Regions from separate parts of the Mus musculus genome. Here region 1 is linked to region 2. The links are chromatin contacts, called in public promoter capture Hi-C maps. All regions are on one chromosome and are shown on one strand. The core of a region is the stretch at or near the end of the contact, and the rest is flanking DNA. Distances in the headings are between cores, read along the strand shown.

What was found. Promoter capture Hi-C pulls out the DNA fragments that hold promoters and counts their contacts.
Region 1: a contact with region 2 is called in a promoter capture Hi-C map of neural stem cells. The contact joins the promoter of Hes7 here to the enhancer-like site in region 2. A contact is called at or near these places in 1 of 39 promoter capture datasets (neural stem cells), 1 of 15 datasets of contacts at CTCF or cohesin (CD8 T cells), 3 of 484 Hi-C or Micro-C datasets (embryonic stem cells, psoas muscle and rod photoreceptor), 5 of 115 datasets of contacts at active chromatin or transcription factors (the 230-238 cell line, embryonic stem cells, large pre-B cells and 1 more) and 3 of 9 other capture datasets (adipose tissue, liver and pancreatic islet).

The regions. Positions count from the first base shown.
Region 1 is chr11:69,118,384-69,125,185 of GRCm38.p6, forward strand. It overlaps Hes7 (hes family bHLH transcription factor 7), which reads left to right and starts at 2,070. Exons shown (of 4, transcript NM_033041.4): 1 at 2,070-2,132; 2 at 3,127-3,222; 3 at 3,760-3,847; 4 at 4,160-4,876. The coding sequence starts at 2,091. The coding sequence ends at 4,611. It overlaps n-TGgcc5 (a tRNA gene), which reads right to left and starts at 481; the gene lies at 411-481. It overlaps n-TRtct4 (a tRNA gene), which reads right to left and starts at 5,185; the gene lies at 5,099-5,185. It overlaps n-TLtag3 (a tRNA gene), which reads left to right and starts at 5,858; the gene lies at 5,858-5,939. It also overlaps n-TQctg6, n-TKctt27 and 9130213A22Rik.
Region 2 is chr11:68,984,862-68,991,906 of GRCm38.p6, forward strand. It overlaps Pfas (phosphoribosylformylglycinamidine synthase (FGAR amidotransferase)), which reads right to left. Exons shown (of 28, transcript NM_001159519.1): 19 at 6,995-7,045; 20 at 6,824-6,907; 21 at 6,477-6,632; 22 at 6,179-6,298; 23 at 5,812-5,957; 24 at 5,507-5,714; 25 at 5,309-5,400; 26 at 5,110-5,224; 27 at 3,506-3,829; 28 at 840-3,412. The coding sequence ends at 3,102. It overlaps Mir3062 (microRNA 3062), which reads right to left and starts at 5,817; the gene lies at 5,713-5,817. Within about 2 kb of position 2,675, at least 8 of the 459 cell types and tissues checked have an H3K27ac peak or open chromatin away from gene starts, as enhancers often do. A contact at or near this core is called in neural stem cells, where this site is marked.

The DNA of each region.
Region 1 (6,802 bases), core at 820-3,319, 130 kb after region 2:
CCCAGGACTGAATATGGGGAAAAGGTGCTTCAGAGAACAGAAAATGAAAGGGAGAGAGAGGAAGAGGGAAAGACCTGGAAGACCTGGCCCTCCCCTGCTGAGGAAGGAGAGAACTCTTGGGCAGTGATCCCAGCTCCGTGTCCTTTCTCAGGGTTGCGCCTCAGGGAGTGTGGACAAAGATGTGTGTCGAGGCAGCCAGAACTCCCGAGGGTTAGGGGTAGATTGTGAGGACCTGCGGAGTCAGAGAATAATTTTGGAACGTCCAAGCCGGCCACAGAAACAAAACACTACATATCAGTTTTGGTTAAAATGTTAAAGCGCAAGAATAATACTTGCTTGATGTGCTGTCAATTTAACTTTTTCCTAGTTGAGGTAGACGGAAAAAAAAAAAAAGAAAAAAGCTAGAACTGTGCATTGGCCGGGAATCGAACCCGGGCCTCCCGCGTGGCAGGCGAGAATTCTACCACTGAACCACCAATGCAGACAAGGAGAGAGGTCATAATAAGCCTATGTGAACTTCTCAGAGGCAGATCCAATCCTACTTCTAGGTGTGGGAAAAGGTTGTAGAGAATCATTGAGGTGGGTGGAGCGTCAGGCCATTTTTTTCTCTCCGTTGGATCCGGCCACCGGGCCATAAAGTCATTCCATATGGCCAGGGGCGGCCCCACACCCGGGTGCAAACTGCCTCAGGCCCCGAGCCTCACGTGCAGGTGAGAAAAACTCAACCCCAATCCTGGTTCCCAAGGAGGGGGGCGGTGGGGCCTGCTGGGACCACACATCTGTGCTTCCATTTGGCTGAAGTAGGGGAAGGTGGGATGTACTGAGGGCCCTAACCCCAAATGGGTGCCTCCTTTCTCAAGTACCGGGCCCCTCCTGCTCTGCCTTTGGCAAGGCAGCCTCTTGCCAGAAAACCCTCTCAGGATGTGGAGGGCCTCTGGGAAGGGGTTCCACTTTGTCTCTGACTCCACAGCTATCTTCTGGCTCGGTTTGTAGCCCTGTCTTTATTATGTCCTTTCCCCAGGCCTTCTTGTCGTGTTAAATTTCGATTTTACCTTCTCAGGCACTTCGCCCTGAAGTCTCCAGGTGTTGACATATCCATCCTTCTGAGAGGTCATGCTCTTTGTTTGAGGTGGGTGAAGATCCCATTTTGCAACCAAACCTTTCTTGTCCCTTTAGCAAATCTCACGTCTCCCTGCTCCCCTACAGTCCCTAGAGGCCTCCAGAGCGCCCACCAACTGGTGCACTCTATGTTTTCCTGCCAGCTGTACTCCTGAATTTAGTTTTAAACCAAGTTCTTGTAAACGGAAAGGTATCGCTTCTCGGCCTCTTGGCTAACTAAGATCAAGGGTAGTGAATGGAAAGATTTCTTCACTCACGTATACTTCAAGGATTTTTTTCCCCCTAGAAGTTTCCTTTGTCCTCCCTTAGTCCAGCCATCCTTAGGAAAATCTGTTCCCGGGGACTCAAGTCACAGTATCTATAGAGTCAGTTTGGCGGCAGATTCTCCTTATTACTACGTCTGCAGGGATAAGTACTGGAGTTATTGTGGGAATTGAGTAGAAGAGACAGATACAACGGCGCCGTCTTTTCCCACAGCCAGCCAGTAGAATCCGGTAGATCTGCTCTGCACCTTTAGGGGTTGGGAGAAGATTATAATATTCAGCCTGGAGGCAGAAGCATGCCAACATTTATTTCAGGGTTGGTGGGGCTATAGTGAACCTCCAAGAAATCTACTAGTCTAGGAGACCCCCAAATTTCATGCCTAAGTGATTTCTTCCCAGTTCACTTAGACTCTCTTCCCCTAATAATCTCCTCCCTCCAGTTGGGTCCCGCCTTATTATACAGCTTTATGGTCCTTAAACCAGCCTGTGGCCCCTTCCTCCCCTCACTTCCCACATTTGGGGCTAGTTCCTCCCCTTCCCCTCCCCCTTCACTCCCTGCCTTTCCGGGAGCCTCGTGCCGGGGTCCTTGAGCTGGGCATCTAGGGGCTGAAGGGGGCGGGGCCGGGCCCTAGCCCTCCTACCCTGCAGCGGCGGGATATAAGGATCTAGGCAGCACGCGCTGAGTCCACCGAAGGGTCCGGAGGAGCAATGGTCACCCGGGAGCGAGCTGAGAATAGGGACGGCCCCAAGGTGAGAGGTGGGAAGGGAGGGAAATAGGGTCCCTGTTCAGGCCAGAGGACTTAAAGGTTCTAACTCTGTGGGCTAGGAATGAGGATGGAGACACAAGAGTGAAAAGACCGAAAGAACCTGTAAAGTATAAAGAGGGCAGGGTCAGAGCCCAACTTGCGCGGGCTGCGGAAGCGGAGGTCTAGGGGTTTGCATTATTGTGGGCTAAGGCTTGTGGCTAGGAAAGTGCCAGAATTTGGGCATCGTGGCCTATTCTAGGGCTCGGGAAGCTGGGGCAGGTGGATTATCGCAAGTTCGAGGCCACAGAGTGCACCCCTACCGAAAAAACAAACAAACAAACAAACAAAAACCAAACCAAAATAAAACAAACAAACAAAACCCCACGAAGCTATACTATAACATGAGATAAGCTAGAGGCCATAGCTGGTGGAGGAGGGTGGAAACAAAAATAGAGGAAAGGCTATGGACGCTGTCTGTAAGCGCCTGGGAACCCACATCTGACTCAAAGAGAAGACCTTTGAGTCGTTGGTTCCGGAGGTGCGAGGCCAGGTGAGAGATATTAGGAGAACGAGTGAAGGGTTTGAGTGAGAAGAGGAGGTGTGGTCGCACTGTGTGTCTGCCTTTCACCTTAGGTCTCTATCGCGCGGCTCACTAGCCTGGGGGCAAAGAGTGGCCCTAAAGTTCTTCAGTGATACACTGAGAGGGAGACGACACAAGATAGAGATATAAAGAGAAAAGAAGAGTGCCATAGAGGGGAGAAGAGAGGAGAAAGCTGAACACAGAAAGGGCAGGGAGAAGTGGGCGAGCCACGGAAAGCGACCCAAGGGACTGGGAAGTAGCAGGGAGTGAGAGGGAAACGAATGGACCAGACCCAAGCAGCCTGGGATTAGGGGAAAGGGGCGCATGGGGGGTTTTCCCAGCGGCAGGATCGGACGCTTGCGCGGCGGCGCTGAGTCTCGGTCCGGTCGGCCCGCTCTTCCTTTCCCGCTGGTCACAGATGCTGAAGCCGTTGGTGGAGAAGCGGCGCCGGGACCGCATCAACCGCAGCCTAGAAGAGCTGAGGCTGCTGCTCCTGGAGAGGACCAGGGACCAGGTCAGTTCCACCGCTGGCCCCAGGCCCCTAAGCATTCTGTACCTGTGTCCCAGAGCTTTCTACTGGGGTGGGGACATAAGCTGGAGTGGTGACTCTGGACCCAAGCCTGCTCCTTGAAATCCCATCCCAGACCCCCTCTCGCTCTCAGAACTTGCTCTTCTCCACCTTGCTGGTCTGTAAGTTTCCAGTCTGGCTCGGTAAACTGAGCTTCCAGCCTGCGTCAGTTTCCCACTTGGGGTTTTCTAAAATTCCTTATCTACCTCCCACGCCTGATCAATGGGCTTCAGTTCTGCGGTGGTTTTCACCATCCGGGTTGCTGTTTCGTACACCTCTCATATTGGGAACTGGTTCCACTCCCTCAGGTTGGACAGGCTCATCTCGGGGTGGGACGGGAACTTTTCTTGGCCATCTCCACATTCGGTCGCGAGTCATGGGGGCACCCGCAGCTCCCGTATCCGCCCCTCCCTTCTTCCCCTAGCCACTTTCCCCCTCTCTCCCCACCCCTTTCTGTCTCTGCGCCCCTCCCCCCGTCTGTAGAACCTCCGGAACCCGAAGCTGGAGAAAGCGGAGATACTGGAGTTCGCCGTGGGCTACTTGAGGGAGCGAAGCCGGGTGGAGCCCCCGGGTACAGCGCGGGGGGTGGGGCAGCGGAGGGAGGCTGGGAGGGTGGGAGCCCGGAAGGCTCCGGCCGGGGGAGGGGCGGGCTCTGAGGTGGCCTGGGACTTGGGGGAGCGGCCAGCTGTGCACCATGGCGAGGTTAATAACACCCGCGCGTGTCTGTCTCTGTGTCTCCCTCATTGCCCTCCTCTGCACGTCCATCCGGCCTCCTGTCTCTGTCTGTGCGCCCGTCTGACCTCGGTATCTCTGCGCCCCGCCCCTTCCCTCAACCCCGTTGGGCCCCTGCCCTGCCCGCCTGTCCTCCCGCCGGCCGCACCAGGGGTTCCCCGGTCCCCAGGCCAGGACGCCGAGGCGCTCGCCAGCTGCTACTTGTCCGGCTTCCGCGAGTGCCTGCTTCGCTTGGCGGCCTTTGCGCACGACGCCAGCCCGGCCGCACGCTCCCAGCTTTTCTCCGCGCTGCACGGCTACCGGCGCCCCAAACCGCCCCGGCCCGAGGCCGTAGATCCAGGGCTCCCAGCGCCGCGCCCACCGCTGGACCCCGCTTCACCAATCCTTGGCCCCGCGCTGCACCAGCGCCCCCCAGTGCACCAGGGCCCTCCTAGTCCCCGCCTCGCTTGGTCCCCATCCCACTGCTCCTCTCGCGCCGGGGATTCGGGCGCGCCGGCGCCCCTCACCGGACTGCTGCCGCCACCGCCACCGCCTTACAGACAAGACGGGGCGCCCAAGGCCCCGTCACTCCCACCGCCCGCGTTTTGGAGACCTTGGCCCTGAGCTTTTGGGGGCTGGGGCGGGGATTGGGGGTGGTGTAGAGACTCCAGTCAGAGGGCAGGAGAGGGATCCGGGCGAGGAGGGCAGCGGGGCGCGCGGGCTCAGCGCGCGGGTGAGATGTGGTCTATATTAGAGTATCTATATAAATATATATTTTCCCATCCCTTTTCCCTGTCCCACTTCCCTGTGTGTAGCATTGTACTCTCTCTACCCTAGTCCAGTCCCAGTCCCTTCCCGAGTCCCTAGTGCATGGAATAAAATCGTTATTAAATCCCGGTGTGTCCCCTAGCCAGGGGCCTGCCTTTATATTGGCGCCACGCCTACTTGCCCATACCCTTCTCCCACCTTTAGGCCTGCTCTCCACGGCCCAAGCCCTGGGGGAGACAGGTAAGTAAAGAGCGGAGCGACAGACTGAGGTTGGAGCTGAACTTTATTTGTGGGTCTTTAAATTTTTTAAAAGCCAAGAAAAGATTAAAATGAGTAATAAAACCGACTCTGGTGGGATTCGAACCCACAACCTTTGAATCGCTTTCTCGTCACTAGAAGTCCAATGCGCTATCCATTGCGCCACAGAGCCACATGGCGGGCGGCGCCTCCTTCCGGCTTACGGACACCAGTATAGGAAAAAAAGGGGTAGCGTGGGAGGGAGAGAGAGAGAGACAGAGAGAGAGACAGAGAGACAGAGAGACAGAGAGACAGAGAGAGAGAGAGAGAGAGAGAGAGAGAGAGAGAGAGAGAGAGAGTGTGAGTGAGAGAGAGAGAGAGAGTGTGTGTGTGAGAGAGAGAGAGTGTGTGTGTGTCCGTGTGCAAGGAGATGGGGCGGAGCGTCATAGGAGCTAGAGGTGACAGCCTCAGGTCAGCGGAATGAAATGTAGTGTATGGAAAGCGCATGAGCTAGGTGACAGGAAGGGTGGATGCAGGTGCGAGAAACAGAGAGGGAGACTAACGAAATTTGAGCTCCCCAGCAGTGCAAAGCTCGGGCTGCTTCTTGCGTAAGCTACCAAGCTCAGACTTGCTCGGTTCCCAGATTTGATCTCACTAAATAAACTTGTTTTGTTGTAAATCTCTGTGTCTTTGGGACCATTTGTTTCGCTTCTTTACAATGTCGTTTAGCGCCTCGGTGAGTCCTCATTTCGGGTTTGAAATATACAGCAACAAAAGAAATTCGGGTCAGTTCGTGGCTGTGAGCGTTGAGAAGACTTCCTTCTACTCTCTTAGGAAGACGACGGGAAATAGCAGCTTCCATGCGGGTAGCGTGGCCGAGCGGTCTAAGGCGCTGGATTTAGGCTCCAGTCTCTTCGGAGGCGTGGGTTCGAATCCCACCGCTGCCAGGCCAGAGTTTTTCTCCTGAAGGCCTCTTTAGTTTTATGAGAACAAGCCACTGCTTGGCTATGAACTTTGGCTTGTCAACAAAACCCAAGATTGCTTCCATATTCATAGACAAGACGTGACAAACATTGTTGAAATAAGTATTCTTATACACTAATTCAGCGCAGATCTTGGTGTATATAAGTGTAATTTAAAAAATTATACTAGAATATCTGTAACAGACATACTAAGCATGAAAAATTACAAACAAATATATTTATTATGTTGATGTACTAGCAAAATGCTAAGGTTCCACCGAGATTTGAACTCGGATCGCTGGATTCAGAGTCCAGAGTGCTAACCATTACACCATGGAACCCCCTCTTCTGTAGTGCTCTCAGAAATTATATACATTATTCTATATCCCATTTTGCATATCACTCCATTTATTCAAACAAACCAAAACAAACACATGAAGCCAACTACTAAAATGTGATTATTGAGTACCTGAAATATGAGTGCTTTCTTCTAAACATGAAAATTAAGGAAGATAATTTAAAAATTCGTTAAAATGCGGATTTTAAAACACCAATTAGGGTTAAAATAAGATTTTCAAATATTGTAGTAAATGAAGTATATTATTAATATTAATAATATTAACTTCCCCATTTTCTTTTTACTCTCTTTGATGTATTCCTCGTTTGTATAGCTAGTACTTTAACGTAATGCTGTTCCCTCTTCTGATTGTTCGGAACTTACGTTCAATTTACATTTCCTTTTAAAAAGAATGCAATTACTTTGTTATTATAGAGCTATTGTCAAACAAGACAGCCTAACAATAGTGTTTGTAAGTGCAGATTCCCACAAAAAGCTAAGCGCCCGAACA
Region 2 (7,045 bases), core at 1,425-3,924:
GAGGTGAAACGAGGACAGGACTTGCTTAAGAGGTTTAGATGCTATTGTAAAGGGTGTTTAAAGATTCAGGTGTAAATCTGGAGAGATGGCTCGGCTGTTGAGAGCACTTGTTCTTTCAGAGGACCTGGTTTCAATTCTGCAACCATTGATAACTCCAGATCTAGGGGATCTGAAGGCCTCTTCTGATACCAGGCACACACAAATACAGGCAAACCACACAAGTGTAAAGTAAGTCTTAAAAGGTGAACGCAAGACCAGGAATGACTCATCGGCCCTTGCACGCACAACACACTTCCATTGGACCACTTGGCATCTTTTTCCATTTATTGGAAATTTTCCATTAACGAAGACTAAAGTATCACTGAGTGGTTTATATGACTAAAGGAATGTACCACACACCTGTCTACATGTGTGCTAACAGGTGTGTGTGCTTGTGCGCATGTGCCATGGCGCATCAAGTACCACACACCTGTCTACATGTGTGCTAACAGGTGTGTGTGCTTGTGCGCATGTGCCATGGCGCATCAAGTACCACCACACCTGTCTACATGTGTGCTAACAGGTGTGTGCTTGTGCACATGTGCCATGGCGCATCAAGTACCACACACCTGTCTACATGTGTGCTAACAGGTGTGTGTGCTTGTGCGCATGTGCCATGGCGCATCAAGTAAGCCATCACAACTGCAGAGTTGGTTCTTCCCTGTCACCACGTGAGTTCCAGGGGCTGAACTCAAAGCATTAAGCTTGATAGCAAATACCCCCACCCACTAAGCCAGCGGTTCTCAACCTGTGGGTCACGATCCTCTTGGGGTCTAAGGCCATCGGAAAACAGACATTTACATTATGATTTTTAATAGCAGCAAAACTACAGTTATAAAATAGCAACCAAAACTTTATGGTTGTGCCCACAATAACATGAGGAACTGTATTACAGGGTTACAGCATTAGGAAGGTTGAAAACTTCTGCACTAAGCCATCTTGCCTACTCAGGCTTACAAAAATACTTTCATAAATACTTTAAATATATAAATTTGAGACAGTGTCCTGACTAGCCTGGAACTCACTAGGCTGGCCTTGAACTTACAAAGATCCACCTGCCCCTATCTCCTAAGTGTTGGGATAAAAGGCATGTACCACCATAAGCAAAATATATATTCTTCCACAGCATCAAAGGGAATGTTCACATGTCCAAAATGGTACTTAGGTCAGAACACAGCACTTGGTAGAAGACCAGGATTTCAAGATTACTCTCAGCTATGAGTTCAAAGCCAGCCAGAACATCATATGGGTCTCGAAAATACAAACAAAATCCTTAGAATCACTCTAGTTAGGAAAAGTTACTTTGCAATGCAAAACGGAGAAAGATCTGACTTCCCATCTCCAAATATCTTCCTTTGGTGGTGCTGGACGGGAATCAAACTCAGGAAACACAGATACTAGGCAAGTGTTCTAATACTCAGATGGACATACAACCTGCAGCTTAACACCTATTCACCATTAGTACCTTCTTGGGGTGCTACTTCTGCAGAAGCACAAGTGTTCTGCATTCCCCCAAACCCTGAAATATTTAGAAATCCAACATGCTAGTCTGTTTTTATAAGGAAACTCCTTTAATCATGACATCGAGCTTCTTAGGGGGCTACCCGAGTCTACCGTACAAGTAAGTAGGAAGCAACGGATGATGAAGGTGGCTGTCGGTACAACAGCTACTACCAAGACGTGATCTGTGACTGCAGGATCTTCACAGGCAGATGTAGCTGGGTGGGTAGGGCGCCTTGCTGTTCATTTTAAGTTGGAACCAATCATAGACAGTTTATCACTAAACTTTGCTTTGTTAACTGGGAAACACCTCTCAAATACCTTAATCTTTATGATAGACACATAAGTTACCCAGCACCTATTTAGGTTGGCAGTACAAGCTAAGGAGCTATTATTATTTCAATCCTATTAAGACTACAAACAAGCCGGGCGTGGTGGCGCATGCCTTTAATCCCAGCACTCGGGAGGCAGAGGCAGGTGGATTTCTGAGTTCGAGGCCAGCCTGGTCTACAAAGTGAGTTCCAGGACAGCCAGGGCTACACAGAGAGACCTTGCCTGAAACCAAACCAAACCAAAAAAAAAAAAAAAAAAAAAAAAAAAAGACTACAAACTCCATTAGGTCAGTACCAATGTCAGGCACCACTACTGATCAAGCAACAAGAAGAAAAATGAATGGCCAGGCAGTAGTCGCACATGCCTTAACCCCAGCACTCAGATGGATCTCTGAGTGCGAGGCCAGCCGGTCTACAACATAAGTTCCAGGACAGCCAGGGCTATACACACATAAAAACAAAACAAAACAAAAAAACCCAAAAAACAAAAACAAAAACAAAAACCCAACCCTGTCTTGAAAAGCCAAAACAACAAAAAACAAGCTCCAGGGCTCTCTGCTCTAAGAAGGAAGGTATCAACTACTGTAAGGTGGCTGCTAAATTAAGAGAAGCAAGAATCAGGAATGTGATCTGAGATAGGCACAGGTCAGCGCCTTGAGCATGGACAGAAGCAATGATTCCTAACAACTAGCAGTGCATGTCTGAAAAGGGATCCGGAAAGCTGCTCTTTTCAGCTGGGCAGAGGCTGGGAGGGACTGATGTACATTATTCCTAGACCCTAAGCCAATGCCAAGCGCCTTGGCAACTCACCCGGGGTAACGCAAAAGAATTCTGAGTTTAGGGCCAGCCTGGGCTATAGACTGAAAGCCGATCTCACAAAGCCAAAGAAAACGAGGATGTGAGAGCTCACTCAGAGCTCTAACCAAGAGAATGAAGGATCACAAGGCGATGATCCCGGGAGGGCTGCCAGTAAATCTCTGCCCACCCCTCTGCCTGTCAGCTGTCCTCGGAGCCTGAGCCGCTTGCTGAAGATCCATGTTAAACTCAAGAGCTGAAAGCAGCTCTTGCAGGGGCAAGGCTAAAATGAGCAATGCAGCTGAGGTCATCCCAGCATTTTGGTTCTTGCTAAGATGCTTTTGGAAATCACATGGGATACTCCTGAAAGCAATGGGGAAAGAAGGCAACGGAGTCAAAGGGTGAGCTGTGGGCCAGGGTGGTCATGCGGCCTCCTCAGCAGCTGTCCTCCTGGGTCCAGTTCCTAGCATTGATGAAGAGCTGCAGCCACGGGGAGGTGGGAAGAACATCAAAGGGAGAGGGTCGCCATGCCCACTGCCAAAGCCTTACAGCCCGCTCAGGGTGCGGCATGAGTGCCAGGTGTCGGCCATCTTGGGAACAGATACCAGCTATGCCCCCTGGAGATCCATTGGGGTTCAGAGGGTACTGCTCTGTGGGGTTCCCATCATCGTCTGCCCAGTGCAGAGGAACCAGGCCCTTGGCCTCGATCTTGGCTTGGAGTTCAGGAGAAGAAAATGCCATGTAGCCTGGAAGTGAAGGAGAAGAGAGTGAAGGCCAAGTTCCTTCAGGCCCAGCCCCAGCCCCAGCTTGCAAACCCTCCCCTGCCTTCCCAGCCTGACCTTCCCCGTGAGCACTCCACACGGGCAGCACAGAGCCTTCCATCCCTCGGAGCATCAGGGCTGGCCCCGGCTCCACACGTACGGTGGCCCATCGGGACTCGAACCGCCCAGACAGATTGTGGCGGAGCAGGAGGCCCGGCTGTGTTGGCTGGGAGTCCTGGCCTGGCTCAGCTTGCTCTTCACTGGGATCACTTCCCACCCAGCCCAGAAGAGCCAGCAGCTGACAGCCATTACACACGCCCAGGCTGAAGGTGTCCGGCCGCCTTCGGAATCGGCCCAGCTCTTCCCTGGCCTGTGGATTAAAGGTCACCGCAGCTGCCCAACCTAGGAAGAACAGTTAAGCCAGAGTGAGAAAAGGCCTGAGAAAGGGCTGGAGAGATGATGGCTCAGTGGTTAAGAGCACTGACTGTTCTTCCGAAGGTCCTGAGTTCAAATTCCCAAAACCACAACTATCTGTAATGAAATCTGAGGCGCTCATCTGGTGCATCTGAAGATAGATATAATAATAAAGGGGCTGGAGGGATGGCTCAGTGGTTAAGAGCACTGACTGCTCTTCCAAAGGTTCTGAGTTCAAATCCCAGCAACCACATGATGGCTCACAACCATCCATAATGAGATCTGAAGACAGGTACAGTGTACATATATATAATAAATTAATAAATCTAATAAATAAATAAATCTATCTAAAAAAAAAAAAGCCGGAGAAAGCAAAAGCAGGGCGTGAAGGGAATGACATGACAGCCCTCTATTCTAAATCGGTCTCTTCAGACCCTGGGACAGCCTTGAGGAAAGAAACAGCCTGATCTGCTTTAATCAGATAGCCTGACAGGATCCATGAATCTCTCTCTCTCTTTTTTTTTTTTTTTTTTTGAGACAGGGTTTCTCTGCATAGCCCTCCTGGCTGTCCTGAACTCACTTTTTAGACCAGGTTGGCCTCAAACTCAGAAATCCACCTCTCAAGTGCTGAGATTAAAGGCATGCGCCCGGCCCATGAATTTCTCTATGCTAAGCAAAAATATATTTTTTTAATGCTATGTAGTTATCTAAGCCTCAACAGTACAGCAGTTAAGAGCACTGACTGCTCTTCCAGAGGTCCTGAGTTCAAATCCCAGCAACCACATGGTGGCTCACCACCATCTGTAATGGGGTCTGATGCCCTCTTCTGGTGTGTCTGAAGATATCGACAGTGTACTCATATACATAAAATAAATTAATTAATCTTTTAAAAAAAAAGGCTAAAGTAAGATGGCTACCTTTTGAGTTTGAGCAGCTTCACAAAACTGTATCTCATTAAAAAAGGGAAAAGACTTCACGCACAAAAAGCCTGATCCTTTGCCCTCCCTTGATCTAGTTGTGCTGAACCATCTTTCCACAGAACAGGACAACCTGATCAAGTTGAAGAGCAGTCAACTGTTCAGATGAGGCATGCCTTCTAGGCTTGTACAGCTCAGGAAAGCCAGCCATCCTCCTGCTGGCCTCTGGTCTTGAAACAGAGCACTCTGCCTGACTTGTGAGGGCAACAAGTTGGCTGCAGTCTGGGCAGAAGCAGCCGAAGACATTTTAGCAGGGAATGTGGAAATGGCAGATCCAGACTGCACACTGACCTTTAGCAGAGCCCAGGACGTCTGCGTAGCTGAAGCCGCCCACAAAGGCCACACCACGGAATGTGTCCAACCTGATGGCCCCAGAGCAGAGATCTTGCATGGTCACATCCCACACCTAATACGACAGGGAGGAAACCGTTAGAAGACTTATAGCCAAGACAAGATCAAGATCTCCAGCTCTGTTAGGTACCAGGCTTACCTCAAAGCCTGCCAAGTGAAAGGCATCAGCCATTTCTCGGTCTCCATTGCTGCCCTCTTCTCGCAAGATGGCAACTCGAGGGACGGGTCCACCTGGAAGATGTGTCTCTGAGCAGAATGCTACCTATCCACTCTAAAACCCCAGATGCCTTCCCAAGGGCAGATCCAAGTACCCCAGCCTCTGTGCACGCTCCCTTACCAGGTTTACAGGGCACAGAGGCCACAGGAAAGGTGGGCGGCAGGTAGTAGCTGGGCCCTGTCCGCTCCTTCAGGCCCTGTTTCTCCTCTATCACACAGCGTGGCTCTGCCTGCAGTAGGTCCAGCTGGAAACTTGTTTCCTCCCAGAGGGCTCTTAACTCCCCAACAGGCTCCTCTACTACCACAGCCTTATTCACTGATATTCGGGCCTGCAGTGGGGAGACCCATGAAGGAGAAAGTGTGTCCCCGTGAGTGGTATTTGCTGACAGGCTCACGGTAACACTACATTCTCCCTGGCTTCCTCACCATGGCCTGGGGTCCAGCCTCGCCTGTGTGGCCCAGTTCCAGACACCGTAGGCCAGCACTCTCGTACCTCTGCCGTACTCCGGCCACATCTGCCTCCTGTACCTCCAACACCAGACCGGGCTCTTCCGCAAACAGCACAGGCAATGCTGGAAAAAGGGGTGAGTCCGGATGACTCGGGTGAGATGGGTTCTGGAGGAGGAGCTCATGGAAGATGCACCAGGGACTATGAGAGGTCGTAGACGGCCAAAGTTCAGAACATGAAGATAGAAATGGAGGATTCAGCCAAGACTCAGGAGATAGGGTCAGAGATACCACATTCTTTATACCAGAAAATCTACAAGTAGAGGAGACAGCCCAAGCAACTCACCATGGATCCCAGGGGCAGGTACATCTACCTCTATCCCACAGTTCCCAGCAAAGGCCATCTCTAGAAGGCAGGTGACAAGCCCCCCATCGCTGACATCATGGCCTGAGCAAAGACGGCATTCTGGAGGAACAAGGAAAAATTCAGCCATCTCAGGGCAAGCCTAAGGCTCCAGAGCATCTAGAGAGCCAGGGAGTGTGAGAAGGCGGGCACTCACGGGAGAGAAGGGTTTGGCCTGAAGGCACATCACTCACTTGTTCACCCCCCCCCCCCCGCCCCCACGTACCAGGGCCACGCTCACCTTTCAGCAGCCCCTGGGTGATATGAAAGGCACGCACAAGGTTCTCGGGAAGGTCTAGATCAGGAGGGTGCTCCCCAAGCTGGGAGAAACACTGGGCTAGAGCCGTTCCTCCCAGCCGGTGCTGCCCGGGGCTCAAAGGCACATAAAGCAAATGACCTAAGAAAGCAAAGTGGGACGGCAGCTCAAGACAGCACTCACAGTACACAGTAGGACACTACCAATTTCCAGCCCTAAAAAGCAGTGCACCTCAGGGCTGAGACAAGGGGGACCAGGACTCATAAAGTAGACCTCAAAGCAAGGAGCAAGCTCAGAACAGAACCACAAGGACAAGGGGGACGGAGCCATACCTTTCCCACCAGGATGTTTGAGGTCTGGGGTCACAGTGGCTGTGATGTCTGGACAGACAGCATATGCTGAAATGACCAGTGACCCTACCGAGCAAAGAGAAATAAGACCAAGTGAGGTAGCAGCCCAGGCCCACAGGTCCTTCTTCCCTCTCACAAGGGCCTCATCCTTACCAGGAGCCTGCACCGTCTCAGTGCCGACCCGGGCAGCCATGCTGAGGGAGT